Linked DNA regions of Mus musculus: region 1 is linked to region 2. A link is a contact called in public Hi-C data. All regions are on one chromosome and are shown on one strand. The core of a region is the stretch at or near the end of the contact, and the rest is flanking DNA. Distances in the headings are between cores, read along the strand shown.

The links. A called contact is a pair of places that touch in the nucleus more often than the background predicts.
Region 1: a contact with region 2 is called in a Hi-C map of pre-B cells, with 7 times the contacts expected there. The contact joins the promoter of Esco2 here to the promoter of Kif13b in region 2. A contact is called at or near these places in 3 of 39 promoter capture datasets (the C10 cell line, the HPC-7 cell line and pre-B cells), 3 of 484 Hi-C or Micro-C datasets (CD4 T cells, CD8 T cells and pre-B cells), 1 of 115 datasets of contacts at active chromatin or transcription factors (pancreatic cancer cells) and 1 of 9 other capture datasets (liver).

What each region holds. Positions count from the first base shown.
Region 1 is chr14:65,830,717-65,837,005 of GRCm38.p6, reverse strand. Esco2 (establishment of sister chromatid cohesion N-acetyltransferase 2) reads left to right here and starts at 3,037. Exons shown (of 11, transcript NM_028039.2): 1 at 3,037-3,204; 2 at 4,265-4,342; 3 at 5,212-6,001. The coding sequence starts at 4,278.
Region 2 is chr14:64,650,325-64,656,071 of GRCm38.p6, reverse strand. Kif13b (kinesin family member 13B) reads right to left here and starts at 3,531. Exons shown (of 40, transcript NM_001081177.2): 1 at 3,416-3,531. The coding sequence starts at 3,470.

The DNA.
Region 1 (6,289 bases), core at 1,788-4,287, 1.2 Mb before region 2:
ACCAATTTTTTTAAAAGATTTATTTATTATTATACGTAAGTACACTGTAGCTGTCTTTAGACACACCAGAAGAGGACATCAGATCTCATTACGGACGATAGTGAGCCACCATGTGGTTGCTGGGTTTTGAACTCCGGGCCTTCGGAAGAGCAGTCAGTGCTCTTTCTTACCCACTGAGCCATCTAACCAGCCCCAAGAACCAATTTTTAAATAAACTCATTCTCCCATTACTTGACATAGGTGAGGGTTTTGTTGTGTTTTTTGTTTGTTGACTTGACCAAACTAGTCAGAATAGAGTTAGGTAATGTTCATCAAACCCTATCTAAGCCTGAGATGGCCTCAGCAAGAATACAAGATGGAAGAAATGCTGCACTGTCTTGCCCAGTCAAACAATGAACTAAATTGCATCGAGGACAGAAGGTTCTCAAATGAATTGTTACTGTTACTACCCAGAGACACTCTCCTTTTTTGGGATTCCGAGTAGGGCTATTTTTTGTTCCTTTAAATCTAATGTCTGCTCCTTATTACCTACAAGACTGAACAAATACCAAACTTCTGAAGTTCAGAACCTCTTGCTATAAATTTACAAAATTCCACAGCCTTCCTAGGTTTGACTTGGAAGTTTTTCTTATTTCTGATAAAGAAAAAATATGAGAGTCCATTTCGGGCTGTATCCCTCCAACAAGCTCCAAAAGTCAGACCACACAAAAGGGCTACAGAAAAGGAGTTTTACCGTCCCTGGAGAGCCTAGTCTTTCATAGAGCAGGAAATTCTAGGCAAGTAGAACCTGATGGTAAAAATGTCCCCTCTTTGGCTTTAACTCTCTCAAAAGAAGAAACTAGCCAGAGTCTCCCACTAAGCAGTTTCCACTATTGTTCTAATTCTTTCACTTTACAAAACCCACTATCATTCTGGGTTTCCTGGTGCTGGTCAATGTTGTAGGCTATCCACCAGAGAAGACTGCTCCAACATGGGTTTAAACCAATAGAAAGTCTTTTTTAGTTGGCCGGATACTACACTGGATGTTTGGGATCCCAGTGCAACATTTTCTCAGTCTTTCCTCAGGGTGAGCTTTTAAACACACAAAAAAACATGTTCTGGGTTGACATTCCTCAGTTAACAAGAACTACAGAAGTCAGAAAGCAAGCTTAGTGCATTTAGAGACTTTCCCAGAACTATGGACTCTGATGGATTAGATCTTTGTTTTCATTTTGACAGGTCTATGTGCTGAGTTTTATAGCCTGAATGACACTTTCATCATGGAGTCAGTTCTGTTAAGGTCTGGGCCCTATTACAACAGGAGGCAGAGTTGTAGCAGAGTTTGAAGTAGTGAGGCCTCCGATTCAAAGACATCTTCCTCAACAAAACATACTGTTCTACCATTGCCTAGTAGAAACCTTATTCTACCTTGTAAAAGAGTAGCTGACTCACTCATGATTCCTGCAAATAGCCAATAATATGTTAGCCATTTGTCAATTCATTCCAGCCAGCTTTGTTCTATGAAGAAGGACATCCATCGCTTAGACTTATTTAGAACTAGACATTGAAAGAACCTAGTTGACACGCAAACTTTATATGCCCCAGTACAGGGGAACGCCAGGGCCAAAAAGGGGGAGTGGGTGGGTAGGGGAGTGGGGGTGGGTGGGTATGGGGGACTTTTGGTATAGCATTGGAAATGTAAATGAGCTAAATACCTAATAAAAAATGGAAAAAAAAAAAGAAAGAACCTAGTGGGGAAACCCCGACTCAGCTCCCAATTCAGCGTGCACCCAAGAATCACGAATAGAACACAACACCTTGATGTAACAACACGGGTATTTTAATGGCGGAGCTCCGGTATCTCACACAGGAGACAGTGGCTTGGAAGCTAGGGGTTTTTATAGAAAAGGAGTGGGACTGGGGGAGGAATTGGCGCAGTTTCACATGATTGGTCCATTTAAACATCAGCAGCCTGTTAACATTTAACTTAAGTCAGAGGGGTGGGAGATAGGGAGGCGATGGGCCTGCCCAGGCATGTCCTGGTCTGTTCTGCTATGTTCTCAGCCCCAGGTTTCAAAGCTCACAAACAACTCTTTGGGCTATTTGACATACATTACGTGACTCACAGGTCTCAAGTTTTATTTCCTTTCAACATTTGTCTGAGACTTCTAGACACTAATAACTCCTTAAAAGCCTGTGAGTGTTTTAAGAACATTTCTGCTTGCCAAAAGACACTTGATTGGAGTTGGAGTGCCACAGGCCTTCCCTGTAAATAGTGATTGTGTTCAGGCCTTCGTTTTCATTTTCTGTAAATGAGGAATGATAATACAAACTTCATAGGTTGTGTAAGGAGTACGTGAAATAAAACATGTAAAGGATCCAGCTCAAGAGATTGGGCTCAGCTATTAAGAACACAGACTACTCTTGCAGAGGACCTGAGGTCAATTCCTTGTATCCACATTTGGTGACCTATAACTGTCTAAACTTGATCCAGGGAATTCAACTCCTCTGACCTATGCTGGTATCTCCATTCACATACACATACTCACTTGCAGGCATGCACATAGTCAAAAAATAAATAAAATCTTTAAAAATATATAAAGTAACCAAATTTAGCAAACATTCACACCATAATTTGAATAATAAAATAGTAAAATGGAAACTGAAAATCTCACTTTTTTTTCTAAAACGCAAAACCAACAATAGGGCTTCAAATATGAAAAATAAGAGCCTCCAGTATCTTGGGGATGTCACTTTTCGTTAGCTGTTTGCACCAAACTGCCTCAGAATTTAACTTCCAATTCAGCTGAGCCATAAACTACAATTCCCAGAATGCACTGTTACGGGCGTCGGTCTGAAGCCTGAAGTTATTGCAGGATTTCAGGAGGTGTGCCTTCCTTCTTCCCCAACTCCTCCCCCCAACTCCCTCCCCCTGACCAGCTTTGCCTCTCAAGGGCGGGAGAATCTCGGAGACCTCCTCGCCGGAGGGCGGGGCAATGACTAGCGAGAAGCCAATCGCGGCGCAGGCTCTAGGAAGCGCCTGAGCAGTGACGAATCAGTACGCAGCAGCGTTGGTCTCAAGTAGCGCGCGTGAATTTGAACACACTGGCGGAGCGCCGGGTTCCTGTGAGCAAGGTCGTAAGCTTGCTGAGGTGCAGAGGGGTCATTTCGTGCGGTACCCCCGCAGGCGTGGACGCCGGTCCAGAAGGAGACTGAGGAACGAAGGTAACGTCAAGGGGCAAGGGCCTTGAACGTAGCCCGCTGCCTGCTCCTCCCGCGGGGCTCCCGCTCTGGGTGCCAGCGTCTCTCACGCAGGCAAGGAGAGGGCTTCCCTGTTGCCCCGTAGACGCTCGGGTTGGCTTAGAGGTCGCGCTTGTGGAGTTCTGTGGGACTGACATACCCTTTCCGAAGGAAGGGGAAAGGAAGGAAAGAACATTCTAGAATTATCTCCCTAAGGGACGCGGCTTGACTTTAGCAAGCTGCCTAGTGAGGTGAGGGAGCCCCGCCGGGACCCGTGGGGAGGACTTGTCCCACCCATATTACCTCGCTCAGACCTCCAGGAAGGGTGTGAGCAATCTCTGCCTTCCCTGAACGTGCAGGCTGTGAAGATGACTGGCTGGTCAGTCAGAAAGTGTGCTAAGTGGAATATGGAGGAGCCATGGAAGGAGGCTAGTGCCAAAGGCCTACCAGGAGTGCCAAAACTTGATGTGACTGGTTTAATTAAAGGGAAGTGTACCCCAATTAGGGTTCCACCCGGCCTCGTTAGTAGGATCACCTTTCATCACTCTCATCTACTGTAGCGCAGTATTTCCCCAACCCACCCTCCTTCCCTTTTATCACTGTTTACTTCTCTAATACATAGCTTACTGCTTTGCTTTTTTTTTTTTGAGACCCCCTGTACCCCAGGCTTGCCTCAAACTCAGGGTCCCTTTGCCTATGCCTCCCATTTTGCACCGTCACACCTGACTAGGTTTTGTTTGTCTTTCTGTGGTTGGTTCGTTGTTGTTTTTCTTAATCTGTTTCTTGGAACCAAGCCTGGTGACTTAGCTTGTGATTCCAGTTCTGGAAAGCTCAAGAGTTCAAGTTTATCCTTGGCGACAGAGTGAATGAGTTTGAATTTGAGGCTAAGCTCTGCTATGTGAAGCACTATCTCAAAAAGCAATGTTCCCTTGGGTATTTATTTGCAGTCACTTATTTAGAATCAAGATTTATAAACAATTTTGACATGGTGCGTTTTCTATCCTTTTGGTGACTTTATTATAACTGACATATTTGCTGCCTTTAGGAATTTAACTAAGATGATGGCAACTTGTACTCCAAGAAAGAGGAAGCGATATACACTGAATGCTGATAATGATGATAGGTAAGTCTTAACCTGTATGTATGAACTCTTTTAAATATGAAAAAATCCAGTCTTGCCAGTGTCTATTACAGAAAATTTATCATAGGGTATTTTAGTAGCTAATCGGGAAAAATACATGGAGAATATTTTTAACAGATGAGCCATCATCCCTCCAGCCCTTTGGTGATTTGTTTATTTGAAACAGTCTTAATTATTTATACCTGGTTGGCCTCAAGCTAATTGAGATCTTCCTGCCTTTGCCACGAGGCCCAGACCTAGTGTGGGATAATTTTTATATAGCCTAGACAGAGAAATTGATTTTGAAATACACTTACTTGTATATCAAAGTTTCTTTGTAAACACTGCTTGCTTTTATGAATGTTATCTGGGTTTTTTTTTGTTTGTTTGTTTTTTCGTTTTCGGTTTCTCTGTGTAGTCCTGCCTGTCCTGGAACTCACTCTGTAGTTCTGGCCTTGAACTCAGAAATCCGCCTGCCTCTGTCTCCCAAGGGCTGGAAGTAAAGGCGTGCGCCACCACGCCTAGCACTATCTGTTTATTTTTGAGACAGGGACTCTCTATGTAATCTTGGTTGTCCTGAACTCCATATAGATCATGCTGGCCTCTAACTCAAAGAGATCATCCTATTTCCTCTCCCTCCAGAGTGCTGGGGTTAAAGGTGTATGCTACCTTGCCCAGCTTATGAATATATATTTAAATGATTTAATAAAGACAGAATTTGAGGATCCCGTTAAACTAACAAATAATGTGTCAAACAATGGCGGGGGATGTGTTATTTTTTATGACTAGTAGGGAGAAGTTTACTAGTGGATCTAAATAAATTTTGAAAAAGAACCACAAACTTACCAATGGACTTTCTTTTCATTTTGTAGCCTATTAACAGATATTTCATCAAGCAAATTAAGATGTGCTGAAAATCTATTTCCATCACCTAATAAGAAACATAATTATCAAAGCAGTGTTCAAAAGGAAGACAAGTCTTGCTCCCACCAACTCCATTTCCCTTCAAGTCCACTCAAAACAACTGAAAATAGTAGGTTTTCATTTGCAAACCACAGCTCATTATTTAAACCAGCTATGTCTACTGTATCTTTCTACAGTAAAGAGAAATACTACCTCAATCCACTCGAGAGGAAGTTGATAAGAGAGTGTAGATCTATTTGTCTAGCAACTGAAAGTGGAGATAAACCTATTCCCAGTGTGACAGAAAATATTCAGAGAAAACCAGTCTGTACCAAGAAGAATAAAAAAAAACAGAAGAGTTTAACTGCCAAATATCAACCAAATTATAAGCACATCAAGTCTAAATCAAGAAACCTGAAAAATTCCAAGCCAAATCAAGTGACCTATAAGCCAGTTGTGGACCAAGAGAACAGTTGTTTTCCAGCAAAAAATTATCCAAATTCTCCTCCTCGGGTTCTGAGCCAAAAAATAAAGCCTCAAGTTACACTCCAAGGCGGAGCAGCATTTTTCGTTAGGAAAAGAAACTCTCTTAAAAAGTTACCTCTGGAAGATAAGCCCTTACTTTTGCAGAAAAATTTACCAGAAGTCCCTGAAGGTGCTCCAGAGGCAAAGCAAATACCAAAGTCCTTGCTAGTGGATGAGAAATCCAGTGTTAAAGTACAGAATGCAAGAAGTAAAAATGAAGAGAAACTGAGAAAGGTAAAGCTAAATGTATCATTTAAGAACAGCTGGCGACTTAATGATGCTTAGATATAAATTATGTGTATAATTATGTAGATCACATAAGTGAATGAAATTTGATTTTCTTTACAGTTTGGAGAGCCACTTTTATAAAAACAGAAAATATAAAGTTAAAGATGGGTAGAAAAAAGCCTGTGGTCTCTCCTTTAGCTTTAGGTAGTATATTCTGAAATGTTAGCAGGAAGTTTTCTACTTTGCTTTTGTAGTTTCTCTGCTACTATTGAAAAACAGATTTTGGATTTTTTT
Region 2 (5,747 bases), core at 2,282-4,781:
TGTATGCAGCGAAAAAAACTCATGCACACAAAACAAAAATAAAGGCCTTTCAGATTATTTATAATAAGATATGAAACGGTCTTCTGTGCAGTATGTAGAAGAATGTAAATGTAATCTGCTGAGTTGTACAATCTGAAAGAACAGACAAAAACGAAGCCTGACAGAACAAGACAGTAAGCCTCAACTACACAGCAAGTCTGAGACTAGCCTGAGTCACCTGAGACCCAATGTCAAAACAATACTAAAAAAAGGGACATCACCTGCAAATACAAGTCCAAGATCTTTTTTATTTTTTAATATTTTCTTTATTTACATTTTAAATGTTTTCCCCTCTCCAGGTCTCCCCTTCGGAAACCCCCTAACTCATCCTCCTTCCCCCTGCCTCTATGAGAGTGTTCCCCCACCCACCCACCCACTCCTGTCTTCCCTCTTAGGCATTCCCCTACACTGGGGCATCGAACACCCTCAGGCCCAAGGGCCTCTCCTCCCACTGATGTCCCAAGATCTTTTAAGAAATATTTATTCTTTAGCAGTTTAGCTTCCTATTTAGCAGTAAAGAAATAATTTTCTTTAGCAGTTTAGCTTCCTATTTCAGATGATTAGAAGCTGTAATATTAAGGCCATGTAAGATTACACACACATGTGAGCATAACATCAGAATGAAAACATTAGTGTATGCAAGGCCCTGGTTAAGACCCCAGCATCACCAAAGGTAAAAAAAGGTAGAAAATAGAAGCCGGGAGGAAGGAAGGTTAGTTGGTTAGCAGACAAGGATGTAGAGAATTTTTTAATTTTTTAAAAAAGCAACTTTACTATGTACACAGCCCAGACTCACCTCAGAGATCCTTCTGCCTCCACCAAGTTTTAAGATTACAGACATCGACAGAGAGACAGACGACACACAAACACATAGACACACACACACTTCCTTTCTTTATCTTGACAAATTAACCACTACAACTCTAGTTATCATTAAATTAGGAACTACCAATTAATATTCAATTAATTTTCCCAACCCCACAGACAGTTAAGCAGAAAAACTGAACCCCCTTAAGCACAACCAGCCACTGAGTCACACAAGAATCGAACCCTACCCTGAAGAGTTCTGGAAACCTTTGGACTTCCCTCAAAAGACACAAATGTCACTCAAACAACAGAGTCTATGATCAGAAATACAACCCAGTGACCCAGTCTCAGCCTGTCTCCATGTCAATCCTCAGGACACTTCCCGCACATACACACTGAGTCAGGAGCACTCAGGACTAGACCCAACTACTTGACAGCCACATGCTATCCCTTAAAACACTACATTCCCCAGAAGCAATGCTTAAATAGAATTCTTTTCAAACTCAGCAAAAAGGAGCTCAATTTTGTTACTCCCTTTTCATAGGAATTCAAGATGCCAACTCAGAAATAACAAGCTTTAAGATTCCTCTCTATTATATTGCATAATAACCTGTAGATGAAGAAATTATCTATGATGAGCACTAGAAACAGAAGACAGAGTAAGCAAAGAGACTACGGGGCAGCTGCCACTGGACAATGGGGCCAAACTGTAAACATTCATTTTAAAGTGAGTTCAGCCAGGAGTGGTTGGTGCACCCCTGCAATGCACTCAGGAGGCTGAGGGAGGAAGATGACTGCAAGTCCCAGGCCACCCTGGTCTACACAGAGACTGCCTCTAAATAAATGAAAAAAAAAAAAAAAATAGGACTGGGGAGATGCCTGGGTGGTTGGTTGAACTCAGATGGTTTAATGGATGAAAACCAAGTGAGGACCAGAGTTCAGATCCTTAGCACCTAAGTTTTAAAAAGAAAAGAAGGGTCAGGTGTTGTGGCGAATGCCTTTAATCCCAGCACCAAAGATCTGGGCAGAGGCAGGCATATTTCTATGAATCTGAGGCCAGCTTGGTCTACATAATGAGTTCCAGGGCTATGTACAGAGACCCAGTCTCAAAAATAGGAAAGAAAGAGAAAGGAAGGAATACAAGGAACAGCTAGAAATCATTCAACGAATATCTCAAAACTCTGAGCATTAGTAACAGCCACTGTCAGAATTACAAGCATAGCAAATTAAAGACAGTAGCTTCCTCCCAGTAAGAGAAAACAAGGAAGAGTCCGGCTCTAACTATCTGTGCCAAACCCTGCTGTGGTGGCTGGTTAGAGGCCTCCTTCAGCACTGACATTTCCAAGGGTTTTGCAAAAAGGAAATTTTAAGAATGTGCTGAACCCTTCCTTTCCGAATCATTCCCAGATATGTCGGATTTCATTTGGCTGTTTTCTTTTTTTCTTTAGTTTTTTTTTAATCGCAGTAATGATCACAATGAGGTGAAGTGATCTAAAATAAAGATGTCTGGATACTCAAAAAATGGGAGAACTGAAAACTTTCAGACTTCTAAGCTACTCACTCTGTTTTGTGAGAACCTGGATGTTAGGAGGCAATGAGCTGAGAGCTTAAAAAGTTCCGTCTTCAGGGGAAAAGCTTGCCTCATAGACTTCAGCAGGTTCAAGTAGGCAAACCAACGACAAGAAAACAGAGACACCAAGTTCCCAAGGAACAACCAACCAGAGAAATCTTTGTTAACTTTTACACCTACTTACCTCAATACATACACAAAAGGGCAAGGAGACAGAAAAACTATTTCCTACACACTAGACTTTAAACACAGTAAAACAAACTAGAAACCTTGGAAAATGACTCCTGCACTTAATAATGGCTCTAGCTAGTCAGTAGTCTAAATCAATTAGCAGCAATTCCATCTCCCGGGAGCGCGGCAGCAACCTCAATAACAAGACTTGTCTAGAAAGTGTTTTCAAACACATCACCTCATTTTAAGTACCCTGCCCAGTCACCCTCTGGTGAAGCTACAGAGGCAAAAAGCAGCTACTCCCCGGATTCAAGTTGGGCTTCAGTCTTTCCAACTTGGATAGATGATTTACGTGTCCTGGGTTTATCTACTTTCTCTACCCTCCCTACAGACTTCAGAGCATGTCTGAAAGATACAATTTCCCAAGAATCTTGGCACTGAGACTATTTATTGTTGAGATGATGACTATCACTTCAAGCAAAAGGAAAAAAAGGAAACCTCTCGACAGTCATAAACCAGAAAAGAACTAAGAAGGCATGCATGTCCTTCCTTTTCTGCAAACAGCCACAAGGTGCAGGTTCAAGGGAGAACGTGGAAAATCGAAAAGTAGGGCTGTCCGCCCTAAGAGCTGCGTACACAGGAGGACTGCGAGGCCGGAGCTGCCCCAGGCCTGGAGAGCTCGGTGACAGCTGGCGGGGCGGAGGGCTGAGGGCCCGACCGCGCCGTCGAGGGCGCACGCGCGCTGAAGGGAGCCCGCCGAGACCCCCGGGACGCCGAAGCTCTACCACCACAGGCACCTGTCGCCCCCGGCCCGGGACAAGCGCTCACCTCGTCGGTTCATTGGCCGGACCCGTACCGCCACTTTCACTTTGGAGTCTCCCATCGTGCTACCGCCGGGGTTCTCACTGCACCTCCGTCTACCTCGGCCACCGGACAAACTCTCCGAGGCCAACCCGGCGGGCGGGGGCTGTGGGGGAAAAGGGGGCGGGACCGACGAGGGGCGAGGACCGGTGCGTCCCGGGGCATGCTGGGATGTGTAGTTCCCACAAGTCAGGCCGAGGCGCTGGCGGGAAAATTCGCGCGCCGCTCTCTGGAACTTGTAGTCATCTGTCGCCGTTTTACAATTGTGCCGCTGTTCCTGTACCTCCCTCTCCTTTCTTTTCCTTCTCTTTCTTTACTTCTTCCTCTCTCTTCCTTCCTTCCTATCTGTTGCAGGATTTTCCCTGTCCATCCCGCAACACCTAACTTCTCTTTTGTGTGCGTGTGGAGAGTTTTCTGGACATTAAAATTAGCACTTTATGAATGGTAGGCAAGCGCTCTATCCTTGAGTTATATTCCCAGCCTTCCTTTTATTATTTTTTGAGATAATAAAAGTAGAGATAGTTTATTAAGAAAGAGAAAGCCAACTGGCCATGGTGTCACAGGCCTTTAACCCCAGCACTTGGGAAGCAAAAATAGGCTGATCGCTGTTGAGTTTGAGGCCAGTCTGGTCTATAGCATGAGATCCAGTATAGCCAGGAATATAAAGAGAAACCCTGTCTCAAAAAAAGAAAAAAGAAAAAGAAAGAAAGAAAAGGCACTTCTAAGAATAGGAATGGGCTAGTGAGCTGGGAAAATACATACACTGCCTTGTTGGTGCTGGGCCTTTCCCCTTCTGTGTAATGTACTTGTTATTTATTTATTTATTTATTGGATGTGTGTGTGTGTGTACACATGTGGGAGCATGTGTCAAAAGACAACTTTCAAGAGTCAGTTCTCTCCTTCTATCTACCCTGTGGGTCCTAGGGATGGAATTCAGTTATCTGGCTAGCAAGCCAGAACATTTACCCACTGAACCATCTCAATGGCCCTGTTTGGAGTTTTGTTATAGTTTTTCATTGGATGGGTGGGGTTTTTGGGGTTTGTTTTGTTTTGTTTTTTTACTTCTTTTTCTCTTCTTTTTTTATGTTTATGGATGTTTGCCTGAATGTATATCTGTATGCCTGTGCTGAATTCAGAAGAGGGCATCCGATCCCCTGGACCTAGAATTACAGAGAGTTGCGAGCCACCACATAGGGGCAGAGAATAGAGCCCAGTGAGCCAGCTCTCCAGCCCCTGTGCTTTGGGTTTTGATAGAGGTCCACATGAGTTGCTCAAATTAGCTTTTTACTTGCAATCTTCCTGTCTCACCCTCTCAAGTAGCTGGAATAACAGACCTGAGGCCTCTCTCGCCTGCCTCTGTATCTAGCCCTAGCTGGTCTGTAAACTCACTCAGTAGACAGACTGGTCTCCACTTCAGAGATCCATCTGCTTCTGCCTTCTAAGTGCTGGAGCTAAAGGTTTGCACCTCGCCTCACCTCGATTCTGCAGGACTCTTAAACTCTAGCAATCTGTATTGAGACTACGGTGTCCAAGAACTGACCCTTCATCTGAAAACCTCTTCCTCTCCTTTTTAAGACCTCTGGGTTTGATCCTTGATTTTGATGATTTTCTCTGACTGCCTTGTCCCCCTCTTGTTTCTTTACTGACTTATCCTTCAGGATAAATGGATGCATTCAACCTTGACCACAGCCTCTGCATCCTCTGAGTCATAACCTTGGGTTATGGAAACAAACTTAACTCAAATCCCACTCATTTGCCAACCTGTGGTCACGGTCAACTTATTTGGCCACTCAAATTTCATCTTTTTTAATGTGTAAAGTGGAGACCCTGTGTCACCCAACCTGCAGTGACATTTATCGTGTGAGTCAATGAAACCAAAGTGTAAATACTGTTTATCAGCCTCACAGAGACTGCTGGTTGGTGGTTTGTGCACCAAGTCTATCCTACAAACATGTTCTGTTTAGCCAACACAAAAGTCAGATTTGGGGTGCATTAATGACCCTTACTATATGTTAGTAACACTAAATCAAACAGGAATAGCACTGGACATACTATAATCCCAGCACTCAGCAAACCGAAGCAGGAAGATTGCCATAAATTGAGACGAGTCTAGGCTCCAAGCTCCTACCTCAGCCTCCCAACTACTGGGACTACAGATGTGAGCTTCAATGCCCAGCCCCACTCTAGCTTTTTAAACTGGGGCAGTGAGATAAGAAAAAAGAAGGTTAAGAAGTTTCAACAGGAAATTTTATTTACATGGAAATTCAGGACAAAGGCCCTGAGGAATTGTGGTTAGTCT